Regions from separate parts of the Sus scrofa genome. Here region 2 is linked to region 1. A link is a contact called in public Hi-C data. All regions are on one chromosome and are shown on one strand. Each heading gives the region's core, a stretch centred on a gene start, on an enhancer-like site or on the middle of the called end of the contact. The rest is flanking DNA. Distances are from core to core; before and after follow the strand shown. Region 1 overlaps LOC102164321 (a long non-coding RNA gene). Region 2 has its middle 19 kb from the start of C7H6orf15.

Evidence for each region. Hi-C and Micro-C count contacts between places; a contact is called where the count stands out from the background.
Region 2: a Hi-C map of skeletal muscle shows a contact between it and region 1, with 7 times the contacts expected there. The contact joins two enhancer-like sites. A contact is called at or near these places in 9 of 47 Hi-C or Micro-C datasets (embryonic fibroblasts, epiblast stem cells, fetal skeletal muscle and 6 more) and 1 of 2 datasets of contacts at active chromatin or transcription factors (skeletal muscle).

What each region holds. Positions count from the first base shown.
Region 1 is chr7:23,340,516-23,346,298 of Sscrofa11.1, forward strand. LOC102164321 (a long non-coding RNA gene) reads left to right here. Exons shown (of 3, transcript XR_001297781.2): 2 at 5,310-5,468. Among named protein-coding and RNA genes, the nearest start is that of DDR1, 37 kb to the right of the region's middle. Within about 2 kb of position 2,311, at least 19 of the 83 cell types and tissues checked have an H3K27ac peak or open chromatin away from gene starts, as enhancers often do. A contact at or near this core is called in skeletal muscle, where this site is marked.
Region 2 is chr7:23,494,856-23,500,494 of Sscrofa11.1, forward strand. No RefSeq gene overlaps it. Among named protein-coding and RNA genes, the nearest start is that of C7H6orf15, 19 kb to the right of the region's middle. Within about 2 kb of position 4,321, at least 5 of the 83 cell types and tissues checked have an H3K27ac peak or open chromatin away from gene starts, as enhancers often do. A contact at or near this core is called in skeletal muscle, where this site is marked.

The DNA of each region.
Region 1 (5,783 bases), core at 1,061-3,560:
TCTTTCATTAAATACTAGCTGGACTCTTGAGTATGAGCATTAGCCTCTGTCAATCCAGCAGTGAGACCTGTGGGTTTCTCACATCAACCAGACAGACACTGTTGATCAAGTTTGAGGTGTTCTTGGTATTGTCTCCAGAGCCCTCGGTTTCAGAGGCATCACTGCTAAGGCAGGTCCCAACTCACCTGGAGTCACCTGGAGATTAAAGACAGCCACCAATCCTTTGCTGTTTGTCCCATTGAGAAGTGGGGTCCCCTTGAATTTAGATGAATTCTGAGGCTTTTTTTCCTCTTTTTTTAGGGCTGTACACGTGGCATGGAAATTCCCAGGCTAGGGGTCGAATGGAGCTGCAACTGTTGGCTTACACCACAGCCATAGCAACGAGGGATCTGAGCTGCATCTGCAAACTACACCACAGCTCACAGCAACGCCAGAGCCCTGACCCACTGAGTGAGGCCAGGGATCAAACCCACCTCCTCATGGATACTAGTCGGATTCTTTATCTGCTGAACCACATCGGGAACTCCCTCTGTGGCTTTTTGATCAACAAAAATTGGTGGAGCTGATGCTGAGCCACTTTCCAGACTTAGGCAACTTCTACTTTTTATCTCTTGGAACACTCTCTGGGAGCCCTGAGCCACCATGCAGGAAGTCCAAATTCCCCGAGACTGTATGATGGAACAGCCGTGTCCAGCCCTGGGGTCAACCACCAGCAGAGCCCAGCTGTCCCCACCAAGGAGACAGAGGTGTAAGGGAAACTGTCCTGGACTCTTTTTCTTTTTTTTTTTTTTTTTTTTTGTCTTTTTGCATTTTTCTAGGGCTGCTTCCCGAGGCACATGGAGGTTCCCAGGCTAGGAGTCTAATTGGAGCTGTAAACACCGGCCTACGCCAGAGTCACAGCAACACAGGATCCGAGCTGCGTCTGCAACCTACACCACAGCTCACGGCAACACCATATCCTTAACCTCCTGAGCAAAGCCAGGAATCGAACCTGCAACCTCATGGTTTCTAGTGGGATTCGTTAACCACTGAGCCACAACAGGAACTCCCGTCCTGGACTCTTTAGACTAGCTCATCTGCCAAATGATGGCCCTGAGTGACCCCAGTTGATATCAATAGGAGTAGACTTGCGAACTGACAAAGTCACTAACTTTAAGCCACTAGGTTTGAAGTAGTTATGCAGTGAGTGGTTTTAAGCCACTAGGTTTGGAGTGGTTATGCAGCGATAGGTAACAGGAACAGCTGAATCTTTACCTAGTCCACAGCCTTCGTGTCCATGATGAGCTCTGTAAGAATCCATCTCATTAACTTACTTTGCCAGTGTGGCTACAGTATTTGCCAAATCTTCATTTCATTAGAATTCTTTTAGCTGTCAGGCTTGTGGCAGGATAATTTATTATGGAATTATTTTTTGTTTTGTTCTTGTTGCTCTATGTGTATTTCCCTCACTGAGAAGGTTATGAAGTTTTTGTTCTCATTTCTGAGCTTCTGTTTTGGATATGGAGAGGGTGGGTGAGTGTTGGTGTTAGGGTCATGTATAAACATCTAGGCTGAGACAGAAGTGGGTTGTGGGTATGTGCTTAGCGGAGGTTGAGATTCTCTGGGACCTGGAAATTTGGTACCTTCTGCTCAATGAGTAGTGGAGACTCAGGCTTCTGATTTTTCCCAGGGCATACCTAGGCTGAAAGATGGCTGGACAAAGCCCAGAGAGGCCGGACATGGTTTCTCTCCACTAGGGACACAGGACATGGTACCCCAGGGGAACTCTGTGGTCAGTGATATGGACATCCATAAGGGGCAGTGCCTGATCCAGAGGACACCAGGGTTTGACAGAAACCTCTGAAAGAAGAGGGATCAATGGAAACCATGGCTGCTGCTATGGATGGAGTGTTTGTATCACCCCTAAATTCATATGTCAAAGCCCTAATCCCCAACGTGATGGTATTTGGGGGTGGAGTCTTTGGAAGGTAGTTAGGTTTAGGTGAGGTCATGAGGTGGGACCCCAGTGGTAGAATTAGTGCCCTGATAAGAAGAGGAAAAGACCAGATCCCTCCTCTGTCTCTGTCATGTGAGGATGCAGAGAGAAGCTGGCCATCTGGAAACAAGGAAGAGAACTCTTACCAGACACTGAATCTTCTAGCCCCTCGTTCTAAGACTTCTGGGCCTCCAGAACTGTGAGAAAGAAATGTTTGCTGTTTAGGCCACCTGGTCTGTGGTATTTTATTATAGCAAGCCTGAGCTGTGACAGCCACCACTGGTTACTAAGGACCTGGCCTTGCTCTCAGCTTTTCTGGCACTGAATAAACCCCTGATGTTTTATGATCTCATGAAGGGAGGAGGGAGCCCCACTAATGACTAGGGTTGAATTTCCTCACAGTCTAGCAGTTTGGAACACAGAGCAGATTCCATTTGGTTGAGGAAAACATTAGGAATGTGATATTTCATGCACATTTTATAATCAACAATGATAAATGTAACATACTTTTAAAGCCATCCAAAACATTTTGTGGCTTTCTCTTTATTGCATTGTGGGCTCCTGTGCCCATTGAATTCTTGGTATTTTCCTTGGCAGGATTTTTGTGAAATGTCTCCAAAGTCTGAATTTTTTTTTTAATATAAAGAAGGGCATGGAAACAAGGGAGGGGCTGGCTCAGAAAAATAAAACCCAACTATTTTTGATGCACGTCCTTTATTTCTCACTTACTGAATATCTTCTCTCTGTAGTCTTTGATTTTAATAAATTGTGTATGGATTTTTAAAAATTTCTAATCTTTTTTCTGCATGATCAAGCAATCCCACTCCTGGGCATGCACCTAGACAAAATTATAATTCAAAAAGATAACACACCCCTATGTTCATTACAGCACTATTCACAATACCCAAGACAAGGAAACAATCTAAGTTCCATGTATGGACAGATGAATGGATAAAGAAGATATGGTACATGTATAATGGAATACTACTCGGCCATGAAAAAGAATGAAATAATGCCATTTGCAGCAACATGGATGGACCTAGAGATGTTCATACTAAGTGAAGTACGTCAGAAAGAGAAAGACATCTGGGAGTTCCCGTCGTGGCGCAGTGGTTAACGAATCCGACTAGGAACCATGAGGTTGCGGGTTCGGTCCCTGCCCTTGCTCAGTGGGTTAACGATCCGGCGTTGCCGTGAGCTGTGGTGTAAGTTGCAGACGCGACTCGGATCCCACGTTGCTGTGGCTCTGGCGTAGGCCAGTGGCTACAGCTCCGATTCAACCCCTAGCCTGGGAACCTCCATATGCCGCAGGAGCGGCCCAAGAAATAGCAACAACAACAACAACAACAACAACAAAAAGACAAAAAAAAAAAAAAAGAAAGAGAAAGACATCACTTATATTTATAATCTAAAATATGACACACATCACAAGGCTACCGGGTGTCAGCACTATCCTTTGTCATCCTGGGGCAGTAACATTATTCATCACATTTCCACCAGAAGAACCCCTTTGAAGTAAGATTCCAGGGTATAAACAGTTTTTCTCCTTTTTTATGTAATGCAGATAATTATATAGTAGCAGAGGGTGGGTGGCCTTCAATTCTGCTCAGAAGGACATAGATCAGATCTGGCCCCTTTTCCCATAAACGTTCTCATAAAATTAAATAAGGTAGTTAAGCCCCCCTCCAGGACCTGGAGGTAATGATTGCTTTGCTCTTGAACAAGCTAAAACAAAATTGGAAATGTGGTTGATTATTGCATCATTGTACCACCCTGGCTGCTGGGTAGCAAGAAGCCAGCAGTCAACTAAAGCCATGGTGAGAATCAGCTGAAGAAAATCTGCGAGGCGAGAAAGGAGGCCCTAGCGAGAAAGGAACTATCTCAGGCTGTGACCACTGCTGAGAAGTATTGCTGTGTGTGAGAGACGGGAAGTGCCAGTGATACATGAATCCTCAGCACAATGAGAATCTGTGGTGGGGTGGGTAGCCTTTGCAGCTCAGTTAAAGACAGTCTAGAGAAGCAGTTTGTCCCAGCACAAAATGACAGTGGGAAAGTAAAATGTTCTCTCCAGTTCAGAGAATTTAAGCGATGTATATTTGAACTTGTAGCAGGGATCTGTATTGCACAATAGTCACTCACTGATTTGTTCTGTAGAATCCATTCGCTGCTTTGCTTGTGTAAAGGAAACATCAAGATGGCAAACCTCTGATGAAAACTCAGATTGATGACCATCACACACACACGCAAACACACACAACTAAGGACATTCTGAGGAAAAATGGAGGCAGCAGGAAATGTATCCTGAAGGTATATAGGTTAGACTCATGCAGTTATATCATGAGCATTTGCCAAAATCTGGATAATCTAGTAAAATCAGAGAAACAAAAGCTAGGGCAGATAATCAACAAGCAAGAAATTGTAAAAATTCAGGGATGTATATTAGAAGGCATTGGAATTTGATTCTTTGGGTAAATCTGCCCTCCCTTGGCCTCTAACCTTTATGAAATCATGCAGACGTGAACATCCCAGCAAGGCCCTGGCAAGGGAATGACACGAGTGTAGATGTATAGGGACTGGAATACCGCAGCGTGATTCTGATACAGTCGCCCAGAGTTAAGTGTCAGATGCCCAAGTTAACGACACAGTCCCCAACAAGACGCCCTTACTTCACATGCCAGGCACAAGTTTGGGGGTCCCCAGGCCACTTGCTCCAAATGGCTACAAATCTGAGGTGTTCCCATGACACCTCCTCAGATTTGATAACTTGCTAGAACAACTCACAGAATTCAGGAAAATGCCATACTTTCAATTACAGTAAAGGATACAAATTAGGAGGACCAGAGAAATGAAAAGACATGTAGGGAAAAGTTTGGGAGGGTCCCAAACACAGAGCTGCCATGTGCTCTCCCTGTGGGATCAGGGGACATCACGTTCCCAGTATTGGTCTCATTCACCAGCCAGGAAGCTCCCTCAAAATCAGTGTCCAGTGTTTTCACATGTAGACATGACTGATTGAATCATTGGCCACACGATTGAATTCAGTTCAGGCCCCCTTACCTCCCTGAAGGTTGGTCTGGCTTAAAGCCCCAACCCTTTAATCACATGGGTATCTTTCTGGTGACCAGCCTTTCATCCAAAGTCATTTCATTAGCATAAACTCAGGTATGATCCAAGGGTCTCACGAATAACAAAGATACTCCTATTACTCAGGAAATGCCAAGGATTTAGGGTCTTTCTCCCTCCCAGGAACCAGAAACAAAGGACATCAATTTTTTATTGTTCAACAGGGGCATCTCAAATCATATTAGGTATTACATGGGTTCTGCATCCACAGATTCAACCAACTGTGAATCCCGTGCTATGTTTACCATCAGAGGTTGGTGAAGCTGCAGATGTGGAACCACTGGATACAGAGAGCTGACTATGGAACTTGAGCATCATCAGATTTTGTATCTGCTGTGGGTCCTGGAACCAATCCCCTAAGGCTACCAAGGTACGACTGTATCATAAAATAGTGATGAGAAATGCTGACTTATCTTGAGAAGAACTTAAGTATTCAGCCAAGTGCCGTCTCTCATCATGGACTCATAGGATCCAAGCTTCCAGTTATTGCAGGAATTGAAAGTTGATGTGATAAAGTCCCAATGCTGTAACGGAAATAGTATTCCAAAAAGTGAGAGAAGTTGAGGACTACCTCAAGATGCAAACATGAAAGATTTGTCACAATTTACTTATTCTTTGCTTTCTTTTAGGGATGGAACAAGATTAAAGGTCAACCCAGGAAGAAAATAATATAGTTGGCTTCCTC
Region 2 (5,639 bases), core at 3,071-5,570, 160 kb after region 1:
TGGATCCTTAGCCCACTGAGCAAGGCCAGGGATCGAACCTATGTCCTCACAAATGATAGATTCATTTCCACTGAGCCAAAATAGGAACTCCCCAAATTTTTTAAATAAATAAAACTTTAAAAAACATTATAAGGTGCTATAGTAGAGGTATGCGTTGAGGTGGAGCCCAAAGGAGGGCCCTCTCTCAGCTGCTGCAGACCCGGGAAAGCTTCCCAGAGGAGGGGGTAAGTGACCAGATATTTATGAAATATTTATGGGCACTTTGTGCTGCTTTCACATACGTGGTTTGTTTTGATCCTCACATTAGCTCTGTGATGTAGGAAAATCATCCCCCTCTTAGAAATGCAAAGACTAAAGCTCAGAGAAGCTAAATAAATTGTCCCCAAATCACACGAATCACATGAATGGTGACTGGCAGAGTGGGGTGGGAAGAGGTGGAGTTAGACTCAGGTCTTCTAACTCCAGGATCATTCTCTGTTTACCTCATCACAGCCGAACCTCAGGTGATGAGTAACTGCTCAGCACCCTCCTCACATAAATTCTCCGTATGTGTGAAAAACTTGTCCTCCATTCTTCTCTTATTTAAGCTTGCAATGACAGGTCCTTTCATCTGTTTTGGGTTTTGAGCCAAGAAGGAGAAACCAGACACTCTCCACATTCTTGGGAGCCTCCAGCCTACAAATGAGTTTTGGACACATAGACAAAATAAACGCAACTCCATGTATACGATGACCGGTAGGAAGTGTCAGAAGTGTCGTCGGTTTCGACATGGCATTTATTTGCTTTGACAGGTGCATTCTGCTCTTTAAAATATCTGCAGCATCTCAGGCTCCACCCTCAAAAGACTGATACAAGCAGAGTGACTCCATTTTGAGCTCAGGACCCCACCGGAGGGGTTTTAAGACAGCAGCTCCAAATCAAGGCAGCTTCAAGGTATTTGTGATTTTCTCCACCCAGGAGAGTTTTTCAGCTGCTATGCTCTACCCACGGGATGTGTGTGTGTGATGACTCACTTAACCATTCATCAGATCTTTACTGAGGACACAAATGCCAGTTACTATGTGTGGCTATGAGGGCACAGTGGAGAGCTGTGTACAAGGTGTCTCCTGGAAGCTGGAGGACATTGCTGTCATGCAGATGCAAAAGCTGTGAAATATCTTAATGTTCTACACCCTCTTTGGGAACCTTTAAAAAAACTCATGGAGTTTTCAGCAGTGCCACTTACCATCAGCAACGTAGTCATACAGGGGCGGGGGCGGCAAGCAAGGTGAGTTACAGATGCACCCCTGAGCAGAGGCATTTCCTCTCGCTGGGCCACAAAAGACCCATTCTTCCCCGTTCTAATTAGTATTCATTGCTCGTGTTTAGCTGCTTGCAGTTGACACCCCATTGAATGGAGCTGAGGTATAATGCTGTGTTGGATACTGGATCACAGAGCTGCAAGTATTGGAAAAAGCAGAACTCACTAGTAAAGTCAAACAGATACCATAAATGTCAGGATTGATGAAAATTGGCATTAGAAAAATTTGGATGTGGTAAAATTGTTGAATTGACAGGAATGAAAATATAACCCAAATATATATTCCATGTAGCAAAAGAGATAATGTGACAATGGGGGGGCAAAGCCAGTCAAAGGTCAAAGCAACCGTGGAAACAGTATCCATGGCAACAAAGGGCAAAAAGAGGTTCCCATACTGCCTGTATCTTCCTGATGAAAGGTCTTGATGAGCCCTCTAGTGGCAACAGCTGGGTAGTGGCCATCTGAGCCAGGAGCCTCTTGGAAATTGATCAAGGGAAGTTGGCTTATGTCTCACAGTGTCACACCCCTGTCTTGCACTTGCTGGGGCAATGAGCACAGCATATATCCACACATGTCTAGTAATTTACAAAATATGGTAAGTGACTTTGACAAGTCAACATTTCTGGAGCTTTGTTTCCTCACTTATAAACAGCTACACCATTCATTCTTTCACCCATCCATTCATTCTACACATTTATTAAGTGCCAACTCAGGAACAGGCATTGACTTCGCACTGAGGTTTCAGTAGCGAGCAGTGTCCTATCTTTGAGGGGGTTTTGTTCTAGCAGTTGGAGGATTTCTGATGATTTTTGCCACATTAACATTCTGTGAGTCATTCTTTTTTTTTTTTTTTTTTTTTTTTCCCTTTTTTGGACACCCAGCAGCATATGGAGTTCCCAGGCCAAGGATCAGATCTGAGCTGCAGTTGTGACCTAAACCACAGCTGAGGCAACACTGGATCCTTAACCCACTGTGCCAGGCCGGGGATCAAACCTGTGTCCCAGCACTCCCAAGATGCCACCAATCCCATTGTGCCACAGCAGGAACTCTATCTTTTTTTTTTTTTTTTTTTTTTTTTTGGTCTTTTTAGGGTCGCAACCGCTGCACATGGAGGTTCCCAGGCTAGGGGTCCAATCGGAGCTATAGCCTCTGGCCTACACCACAGCCATAGCAATGTGGGATCTGAGCCATGTCTGTGACCTACATCACACAGCTCATGGCAATGCCAGGTCCTTAACCCACTCAGTGAGGCCAGGGATCAAACCTGCATGTCCTCGTGGATACTAGTCAGACTCTTTTCCACCGAGACAATGGGAAGTCCCCGTCAGTCTTTTTTTTTTTTTTTTTTAACTGTGGATGAGTTACAGAGTAAACACACACACCAGAAAAGAAAAAGTCAGAAAACCTGAGTTCTAATATAGTTCTGCCCCTTAAAAGAATGTATAAACTCTCTCAGCCTTAGTTTATCCATTTATTAAGTGTGGCTATTACTGCCTGTCCTGCTAGAACAATGTCAAATCAAGAAAAAGCTATATTTTTCTCATAGCACCATCCATCAAACTATATGACAGTTAAGACAGCAATGCAGCTGTGGAAACAGTGTCCATGGAAAGCTGTCTTTCCTCTCCCTAGGTCAAGAAAGTTTCAGAGCTTTTCTTGTCACCTTCGGGTGTTAAGCAACATTGTTGTATGTACATAACCCAAAATAATTGGCACCATCGTTTTGTGTGTGTGTGTGTGTTAAAGGGACATCCCAAGAGGAAGCCATATGGGTCACCTAGGGATCCACAGGTCCAGAATGAAACAGGAGATTGAGGCCAAAACCTCAGGAATAAAGGTAATTCCCTTACCTGGCCACCAAAGGCTATGTCCAAGAAAAAAATGAAATTGATTATCATGTATTTGAATGGAGAGGAAAACTACACTGTTGAAGGGGAATCTGATGACAAATTAGTGATAAATTTATAAGCAAGCCATCAAAGGAACACCTAATAAACTATATTATTCTAGCTATCATTCCATAAGGCTCAGGTGGGTACCTCCTCCTTTAGCCCTTCTAAAGATTTCAAAAGCTCCTAACAGCCTTTGTAAAATCACTTCCTGCTTAATATATCTAGCATAATCTCTATTTCCTGCACTCAACCCTGGCTGATACAACTTGTTATTTAAAAAATAGGAAGAGGAGTTCCCGTCATGGCGCAGTGGTTAATGAATCCGACTAGGAAGCATGAGGTTTGGGGTTTGATCCCTGGCCTTGCTCAGTGGGTTGGGGATCCAGCGTTGCTGTGAGCTGTGGTGTAGGTTGCGGATCCCACATTGCTGAGGCTCTGGCGTAGGCCGGCGGCTACAGATCCGATTAGACCTCTAGCCTGGGAACCTCCATATGCCACAGGTGCGGCCCTAGAAAAGACCAAAATAATAATAATAAAAAATAAAAAATAGGAAGATAAAAGCAAATGGAGCATAGAAATGTTTGCATCTAGGAAAAGAGAATTAGAGATTGGAAAAGTGGTGTAAAGACCACGGCTTCTTGTTATAAGTCTTGTAGGGATATTTTTGCCTTTTAAAATTATATACATATATAAGTTTGGTAAAAATTTTAAATGTTTTTTTTAAAAAAGCAAAAACACATTGGGGAATAATACATGGTAAAGCACTAAGGGCTGGACAGGGTTTTAAAAATAAACTCCACCAGCCATGCAGACTATGTCATTTCTTTAAAAGCAGCATCTGAAACATTCCCACATGGAGGAAAATTTACAAATGTCTAACAGGGACACCTCACACACATGTATAAGTCACTCAGTTTTTCCCTCCAACATATTACAGACTGTCTTCATTTATCCCTTCCCCTGGTATCCTGAGTTTGGCATCTTTACACTTTTTTGGAAACACAGGACCTTGCATTTCAAGCAGACACTCAAGTAAATTTCCAGGTCCTACATTCTCCACTGCCCCATCTGTGGCTCTGCTCTCCGATTTCTCACTCCCCTAAAGAAACCCAAGCCTTCCTTAGCCTCGTGCCCAGGAGGCTGCTGCGGTCACAAATAAGCCTATGCCCCAGGGAGCCTGGGAAATTCAATATATTTTCAGTCTCCCTCAATCTTGGCTTTTGCCCAACACTGCAGCTGCTCTTGAACTTTCAGACTCTCAAGTGACTCAGCTCTCCAACTGCCAGGGATCTGCGGGTATACCCTCCTCCATGCCATCTTCCAGACAATGCCAGATGTTAGTCAAGTCTTCAAAGATGATGTAATCAAGATGCTAATCCTAAATCCTCCATCAGCCACCTGCCAGCTGCAATAGCCCTGCTGGGGTCCTGAGGGCGATACATGTGACAGACACTCCAGGCAAAATCACTCCTTTAATACGAATTACTCATTGACCCCTCTGCTGGTGAGGGGACACTTCCACCCTCTTTTGGAGGCCCAAGAGTGAAAGGCTCCTGGGACATGTGACAGGGAGGCTGGGCAGGCTTCTACACACCCCTGCCTCTTGTCTAGGCAGAGTCATTGTGATCACACATGTTCACTAATCCAGTTCACTAAGGTAGGAAGCCGCAACAGAGTTGGAGCCAAAACCCCAGGAATAAGGAGAGTCCCTATTCCTAGAATGTCTTTTTTTTCAGGCAACACCTGATCCTTAACCCATTGTGCCCGGCTGGTGATCAAACCTGTGTCCCAGTGCTCCAGAGACACCACCAATCCCCCTGCACCACAGCAGGAACTCCATCATCGAGTACATATTTTTTCAACCTTTTGTTTTTTTGGGGTTTTTTTTTTTTTTTTTTTGTCTTTTTGCCATTTCTTGGGCCGCTCCCGCGGCATAGGGAGGTTCCCAGGCTAGGGGGTGAATCGGAGCTATAGCCACTGGCCTACACCAGAGCCACAGCAATGCGATCTGAGCCAAGTCTGCAACCTACACCACAGCTCATGGCAATGCTGGATCTTTAATCCACTGAGCAAGGCCAGGGATCAAACCCGAAACCCCATGGTTCCTAGTCAGATTCGTTAACCACTGAGCCACGACGGGAACTCCTGTCTTTTTAGGGCCGCACCCACCACACATGGAGGTTCCCAGGCTAGGGGTTGAATCAGAGCTACAGCTGCCGGCCTACACCACAGCTACAGCAACATGGGATCCAAGCTGCATCCTCGACCTACACCACAGCTCACCACAAAGCCGGATCCTTAACCCACTCAGCAAGGCCAGGGATCAAACCCCAGTCCTCATGGATGCTAGGCAGGTTCATTTCCTCTGAGCCATGACGGGAACTCCAGGACATGTTTTTTTTGTTTGTTTGTTTGTTTTTCTTTTTGCCTTTTCTAGGGCTGCTTCC